Linked DNA regions of Mus musculus: region 1 is linked to region 2. A link is a contact called in public promoter capture Hi-C data. All regions are on one chromosome and are shown on one strand. Each heading gives the region's core, a stretch centred on a gene start, on an enhancer-like site or on the middle of the called end of the contact. The rest is flanking DNA. Distances are from core to core; before and after follow the strand shown.

What was found. Promoter capture Hi-C pulls out the DNA fragments that hold promoters and counts their contacts.
Region 1: a promoter capture Hi-C map of liver shows a contact between it and region 2, with 2.8 times the contacts expected there. The contact joins the promoter of Mrps27 here to the promoter of Gfm2 in region 2. A contact is called at or near these places in 2 of 39 promoter capture datasets (liver and pre-B cells) and 1 of 484 Hi-C or Micro-C datasets (regulatory T cells).

The regions. Positions count from the first base shown.
Region 1 is chr13:99,342,893-99,346,074 of GRCm38.p6, reverse strand. It overlaps Mrps27 (mitochondrial ribosomal protein S27), which reads right to left and starts at 1,289. Exons shown (of 11, transcript NM_173757.3): 1 at 1,200-1,289. The coding sequence starts at 1,272. It overlaps Ptcd2 (pentatricopeptide repeat domain 2), which reads left to right and starts at 1,397. Exons shown (of 10, transcript NM_026873.2): 1 at 1,397-1,511; 2 at 2,670-2,762. The coding sequence starts at 1,406.
Region 2 is chr13:97,135,877-97,139,351 of GRCm38.p6, reverse strand. It overlaps Gfm2 (G elongation factor, mitochondrial 2), which reads right to left and starts at 1,415. Exons shown (of 21, transcript NM_177266.5): 1 at 1,293-1,415. It overlaps Nsa2 (NSA2 ribosome biogenesis homolog), which reads left to right and starts at 1,426. Exons shown (of 6, transcript NM_021552.5): 1 at 1,426-1,597. The coding sequence starts at 1,595.

The DNA of each region.
Region 1 (3,182 bases), core at 40-2,539, 2.2 Mb before region 2:
AAACTTAGTTTTTAATCTTATTTATCTTCAACTTAAATTTAAATAGCTACAAGTACTAGCAACTACCAAGTTGGGATAGCTTCAGAGTATAAACTGCCAAAGTAAAGGTTCTCTCAAGTTGCTCTGTGTAGTTTCCATTCCTTTGTTACAATAGTTGCCCCAGCCATTATAAGCAACCAACTTACTCTCCTGTATCTACTAGTGTGGGTCTTATGAAACTTCAAAGAATTTACTACCAATCACAATTAAATATGCCAAATAGCTCTACAAAGCACTCTTAGTGCCAAATATTGTTCGTATCAATTTGTCAAATGTGTGATATGAAGTGTTCTTGCCAGGTAGTTCAAACACTTTATCTTTAGAAAACTCTTGAGGACAACTGTGGAGTTTTTAAATGGCTGTACACTTACAGGAGTGAGAGCAAGTGAGCATTGCTTCTCTTTTTGTGACTGGTGTTAAGGGAGTCTGATTGAAAACAAGCAGCATTGCAAACATCCAAGTGTGGTTAGTTCATTTTACTTCTGTTATCTGGCACATCTTCAAGGATTACGAGATTGTAAGCACTACAAACTCGGGTTTTGCAAAAACTTCAAAACGTATTTTCACCATTAGGTACCCTAAAAAGGCTTTGAGTGATTATGTGATTCAACTCAAGCCATCAAATCGCTCTGCTTGTTTACCTACTGGTGGAAAAAAAAAAAAAAAAAGAAATGTCAGGCAGAAGTTGTGGCCAAGGTCACCAGGTAAAGTGAGGCTAGTGTTGAAAAATTCTTTCAGGAGATGAAGACCAAGGGTTCGGGTCATCAAGTACAAGGCAGTGAGGGAAAACTTTTGCCTGATGACCCTCCAAAGAAATCTCAGGGGAAGAAAACTGTTCTAGCCCACGGAGTGAACATATTTGGGTTTTTCATGATCACCAAGAAGTCTACTAATTTAATACATTAAACTTGCAAGACATACGCAGAACCTCATGCTACAGCCTTCCCCTACTTTTCAAAAGTTTGGAATGGCGGGTACTAGCCTTAAAGAAGAGGGATTATTTTTCCTTTCTGGGTTACCAATACCCTAAACGGCTTCTCTAGCAACCGGATCCCAGACGCACTTATGCGCTTCCTGGAAGCCCATCACCCCCTTCCTTCAATAAACAGCGTGCTGGGAGGCCTAAATGGAGCTGCAGCTCCAAGGCAGCAGCCACCAACCTGCGAGGCAAAGGCGAGACGCGTCTAGTCGCCGAGCCAGGAGCATCCCACACCGCACCATGGGAGCCGCCATCTTGGAGCGCACCAAGTGGAAGGCGGGCGTGGGGGGACAGGCACAGAGCCCGCCTCCGCCGGAAGTGGTCCTACCACCTCAGAGGTCCCCCCTGCCCGGGTCCCGCAGATGGTGCAGCCCGGCCCGGAACAACATGGCTACAGTGTTTCGGCCCCTGGAACGCCTGCGGGTGCCGCGTCCTTCGCTGCATCCCGGGGTGACGGGCTCAGGCTCCGCCTGCTGCCGCTGCACTCTCGGAGGTACGAGCGGCCGCACGCCTGGAAGGAGGGAGGGTGGAAGAGAAGGGAGCGTGAGCCCACCGCGGCCTCTCTTTTTGGAGGAGGCTCGTGCGCCCTTTCCCTTTTGCTGCACGCGTGAGCAGCCCGGTTTGCTTCCGGACTGTGAACCCCTCTGCTCTGTGCCTGGAAAGCAAAGGGCAGCTAGGGACTGCACTTGCAAAGGTCCAAGTTGCTCTTCGAGAACATACCTCAGTCGTCGGGTGTCCTTTTCTGCAAGGTTTTGGTGCGGAGTTTAAGAGATGGGAACCCAAGCTGTGCTGCTTACATTCTCAAAGACTCGAGGCAGGCGTCCTCATCCCCCAAATTATTCCTTACCGCCTTTCTGAAGGCGTGACTGCTATTGATAATAAAATTATTATAATGTGGGCGCGCACACACACACATAGCATCCAGTGACAGAGGTACCCTTCTTCATTTACAGAATAGGAAGTAGACAAGGTTGTCACTCGCCCAAGGTCACAGGGAGCTGGCAGATGCTGTATTTGAACTAAAGACCCAGATCTGACAGCGTCACAGGACTGCCTTTTCATAAACAACTATTTTTGTTACTACCTTACTGTGTCAGATCTCAGTGCACGGTTCATCTGTTTTTATCTCATGCACAGCCAACGATGCAGAAGGGTACATTCCAGACTTGCTGATCTGTGGTCAGTGATTTCTGATCTAGGGTTACTGAGTCCAGATCTGAAAGGCTATCTTCAGTGCCGAAGTTTCAAAACTGGAAGTCATGATATAGCTTTTCCCAATATTTCATGTTTCTCCCAAAATAAACCAAGCAAAAGTGTGTGTGTGTGTGTGTGTGTGTGTGTGTGTAGGTGTCTGCAGTGTGTGTGTGTGTGTGTGTAGGTGTCTGCATTGCTAGCCCCCAACTAGATAGCAAATGCCCATTTGTTCTTCATAGCTCATCTTGTCAACCAGTCTTCACACTCCATCAATCCCTACCTCTTTCAAATGTAAGACTTGCATTCAATACTTGACTGGAGATGTTTGCTTCTCACCAGGGATATATAGTATTTGTACCTCTCTGGATGGATCCTTTAGAGGCAACCATGCTCTTATTTGCTGCGGGGGAGGGGGAGAGCAATCAAAATGACTTTATTTTCTTTTTCTACTTTTTAGCTAAAAGATACCTACTCACAGATAACATTGTGAAGTTAAAGGAATTTCAACATAAGAAGATAGCTATTGCATATAACCTACCTGGCACCAAAGGTAATATCTGTTTTATTAATTCTTTAATCGTCTGTCATTCATATTTCTCCTTTGTCTCTATTCACTCTTTCAAGACCTATCTCATAGAGAGAAAAAAGACAGAGTGACCATTAGTTTCCTCATCAACCCTTTCTCTCAGACTCTGGTACTTCAAGTCCATGGCTCTTCCTTTAGCCCTGCCCCTAGGAACCCCACGAAAATAGTGATATTAGCCCTGTGGCCAGTCATCTAGATCTCTGCTGCTCAGAATATGATTTGAGGACCATCATCAGCATCAATTGGGAGATCGATAGAGATAGACTTGGAAAGGCAGCAGATTGGAATAGACTACATAGTTCAAGAGTCCAGGCTTTCAAATGTTGATTAAGTATACCGTAGACCTGTGATATACTTGTAGGTCAGTAAGACCATGGTGTGGTA
Region 2 (3,475 bases), core at 166-2,665:
AAAACTAAAAAAAAAACTAAAGTAGGTAAGGGAGTCAATGTGGGAAGAGGGAGCATACTCTAGCTTGAGAAATTGCGTAATTTACTGCACCTGAAAATACACGAATGCTAATCAGCGCTAGCTCTGATTTAAACAAACAAACAAACAAAAACATTATACTATGGGGACTTAAATGATAGTTTGAAGCCCAGCGGTTGTGGTGCACATCTTTAATTTCAGCACTCTGGAGGCAGAGGCAGGCGGACCTTTGTTGAGTTTGAGGCCAGTCTTGTTTGCGAAGCAAGTTCCAGGACAGCCAGCTCTACACAGGGAAACACTATCTCGAAAACATCAAAAAAGGAAGGGATGTTTAAAAAAAAAAAAAAAAGCAACAGCTTGACTCCAAGTGCTAGGGCTTCTTGAGATGTACTTTTCAATTTTGGTAGTTCCAAATTGGAGCTAGTGAACTTCTGTGACTACAGTACAAGGATAAAACTGGGGACTGACGAGATGGCTCAGAGGTTAAGTTTGGCTGCCCTTCTAGAGGACCAGGTTCAATTCCCAGCAACCACTAGCCCCCCCAACCATCTTTTATGATTCAACACCCTGTTCTGGCCTCGGAGGGCACCAGGTACGCACTACACATTTAAAAAAAAAAATAATAAGGGCTGGTGAGATGGCTCAGTGGGTAAGAGCACCCGACTGCTCTTCCGAAGGTCAGGAGTTCAAATCCCAGCAACCACATGGTGGCTCACAACCATCCGATCACGATATCTGACTCCCTCTTCTGGAGTGTCTGAAGACAGCTACAGTGTACTTACATATAATAAATAAATAAATCTTAAAAAAAAAATAATAATAATAAGGTGGAAAAACCACACAGATTTCTAAAAGGTAAAAACTGCCCTTAATTACACAGGATTTCTCAAGAGCTTAGGGGGAAAGTCCTGGGCGTCCACAAAAACCAAGTACCTTTTGCTTTCCTGGCCTGGCCAGTAGTTTTATTTTCCATATAACATATCTCAACCAATTGTGCATCCGCTAGCAACAGGAGAGACAGAAACAGACTAACAAATCAGTCGCCCTCCATAATGGATGAAGCAACACGTCCGTGACCCGGCAGACGGGGCCCGGAGGCCGGGGAGTGCTCGTCTGGAACCCGCTGTCAGTAGCAGCTACGAGGTCAGCAGTGGCAGACCAGCAAGACCGCGGCACGCACAGGGCGCCTGGCTGGTTCTGCTAGTGTCCGCCGGGGAGTAAGAGAGGAACCGGCAACACGGTACCACATCCCACCACCTCAGACACCCTCATACCCGCAGAAGGAACCCGCGGATCTCCCAGCTTACAAAAGCTCCATAAGCACCTTCCGCCCTCTAAGCAGTTCCGGTGGCGTCTCAGCTAAAATTCTCCTGCTGTCAATTTCCGCCCATCTGCCTAGGAACGGAAAGACGTCACGGAACTGCTGTGCGGCGCTTGCGCTCCACTCGGCCTTCTTAAAGGACTACCCTTTCCCGTCCTGGGCTGAACGAGGCAGGCTCGTGGACCAGTGACATCCAGAAATTAAGAGTTTTTTGAGACCCGGGAGGTCGCGGACCGGTGCTCCGCGGCTGTCATCATGGTAAGGAGGCCTCCTCGGACGCGGGCGACGAAGGGCCTGGGGTTAGCGTGGTTGGGCTGTCGGGGAGAGAGGACCGTGGTAGGCGGAACTGAGATGCCTTGGCGTGAGATGCAGCTTCTGGACCCGGAACACAAATCTTGGGATGAGACAAGAGTTCACTATAAAAGTCCTGATCTTGCTACCGTGGCGTCAGTGCCAACCTAATGGAATGCAGTTGAGACTTGTGATAATAACTTTATAGTCGCATCACACCGTTTTAATGCTCAGTATACTATATTCTTTGCAAAAAGCCAAACAGCGAATGAGTTGCGGAACAAAACATTCTCTTTATATATGAATTACCAGACCTGCCATTCTCATTATACTGGATGTTTCTCTTCAAAGTGGAATGCCATAAACCTTCTTTGTAGTTGCTGCAAAGTTTATGTGATAGCAGTTGAAAACAACACCCATAAGGGTTTTGTTACCTAGTTTTAATCTCTGAGCTGGGTTTTGTGCCTGTTTGTTTATTAGGTTGGTTGGTTTTGAGGGTTCAAATCTAACTAGATGCTGACTACAGTTTCATTGTTAACAATGAAACAATTTAAAACACAAATGGGATCCCATATAGTACTGACAACATGCAAAATAATACACCAACTTTGGAAGATAACACAGCAGTAGACAGTTTCCAAGCAAAGGTCTGAATTCATCTATATTTATTACAACTTTATTCCTAATCACCAATGGAAAAAAATGAACAGTCCAGATATACATCATATGGTAAATGGATAAAGAAATGAGTTTATATCCACACACTGGGATATGGCCAAGTGCTATAAAGTACTTAAGAGCTGGTAGACATAAATGGATATATTCTAGTTAAAAAAAGCCAGATGCAAAAGGATGTGTGTCCTGTAGATTCTACTCACTGGGCAGAGTAAACCATACAAATATAAGGTTGAAGATGGGAAAAGAAGACCTTAGAGTAGCACAAAGGAACATTCTGGGGTGGAAAAATCAATATGCCATCTTGAATATAATGGATACAGAAATTTATGATTGGGCAGGAATTACAACTACACACCCACAACTAAAATTGGCAAATCTTGTTTTATGTAAATTGTGTTTTAGAAAAATAACATTCTTTTTTTTTTTTTTTTTTTTTGGTTTTTCGAGACAGGGTTTCTCTTTTAGCTCTGGCTGTCCTGGAACTCACTCTGTAGACCAGGCTGGCCTCGAACTCAGAAATCCGCCTGCCTCTGCCTCCCGAGTGCTGGGATTAAAGGCGTGCGCCACCACGTCCGATTGAAAAATAACATTCTTTTTGGTTTTTCGAGACAGGGTTTCTCTGTGTAGCCCTGGCTGTCCTGGAACTCACTCTGTAGACCAGGCTGGCCTCCAACTCAGAAATCCGCCTGCCTCTGCCTCCCAAGTGCTGGGATTAAAGGTGTGTGCCACCACTGCCCGGCAAAATAACATTTTCTAATTTAAAAAGACCTGAAAGTAATTTACCTTATTATCTAAAGTAAAAAAAAAAGCATTAAATCCTGTAGTAATCTTATGTTTTTAGTAGATTTTGAATAAATACCTTCATTAAATAGTAGCTTTCCCTGAGAGTCATGCAGGTGTAAGCACATGAATACTGTCCAAGATAAAAATATATTTCACTTCATCATATTAAAGTCTTCGAATAGGGCTGGAAAGATGGCTCAGCGGTAAGAGCACTGACTGCTCCTCTGAAGGTCCTGAGTTCAAATGTCAGCAACCGCATGGTGGCTCACGACCACCTGTAATGAGATCTGATGCCTTCTTCTGATGCTTATGTATAATAATGAATAAATCTTTGGGCCAGAGCGAGCAGGGACTGAGCGAGTGGGGCTGACCCAGAGCAAGTAG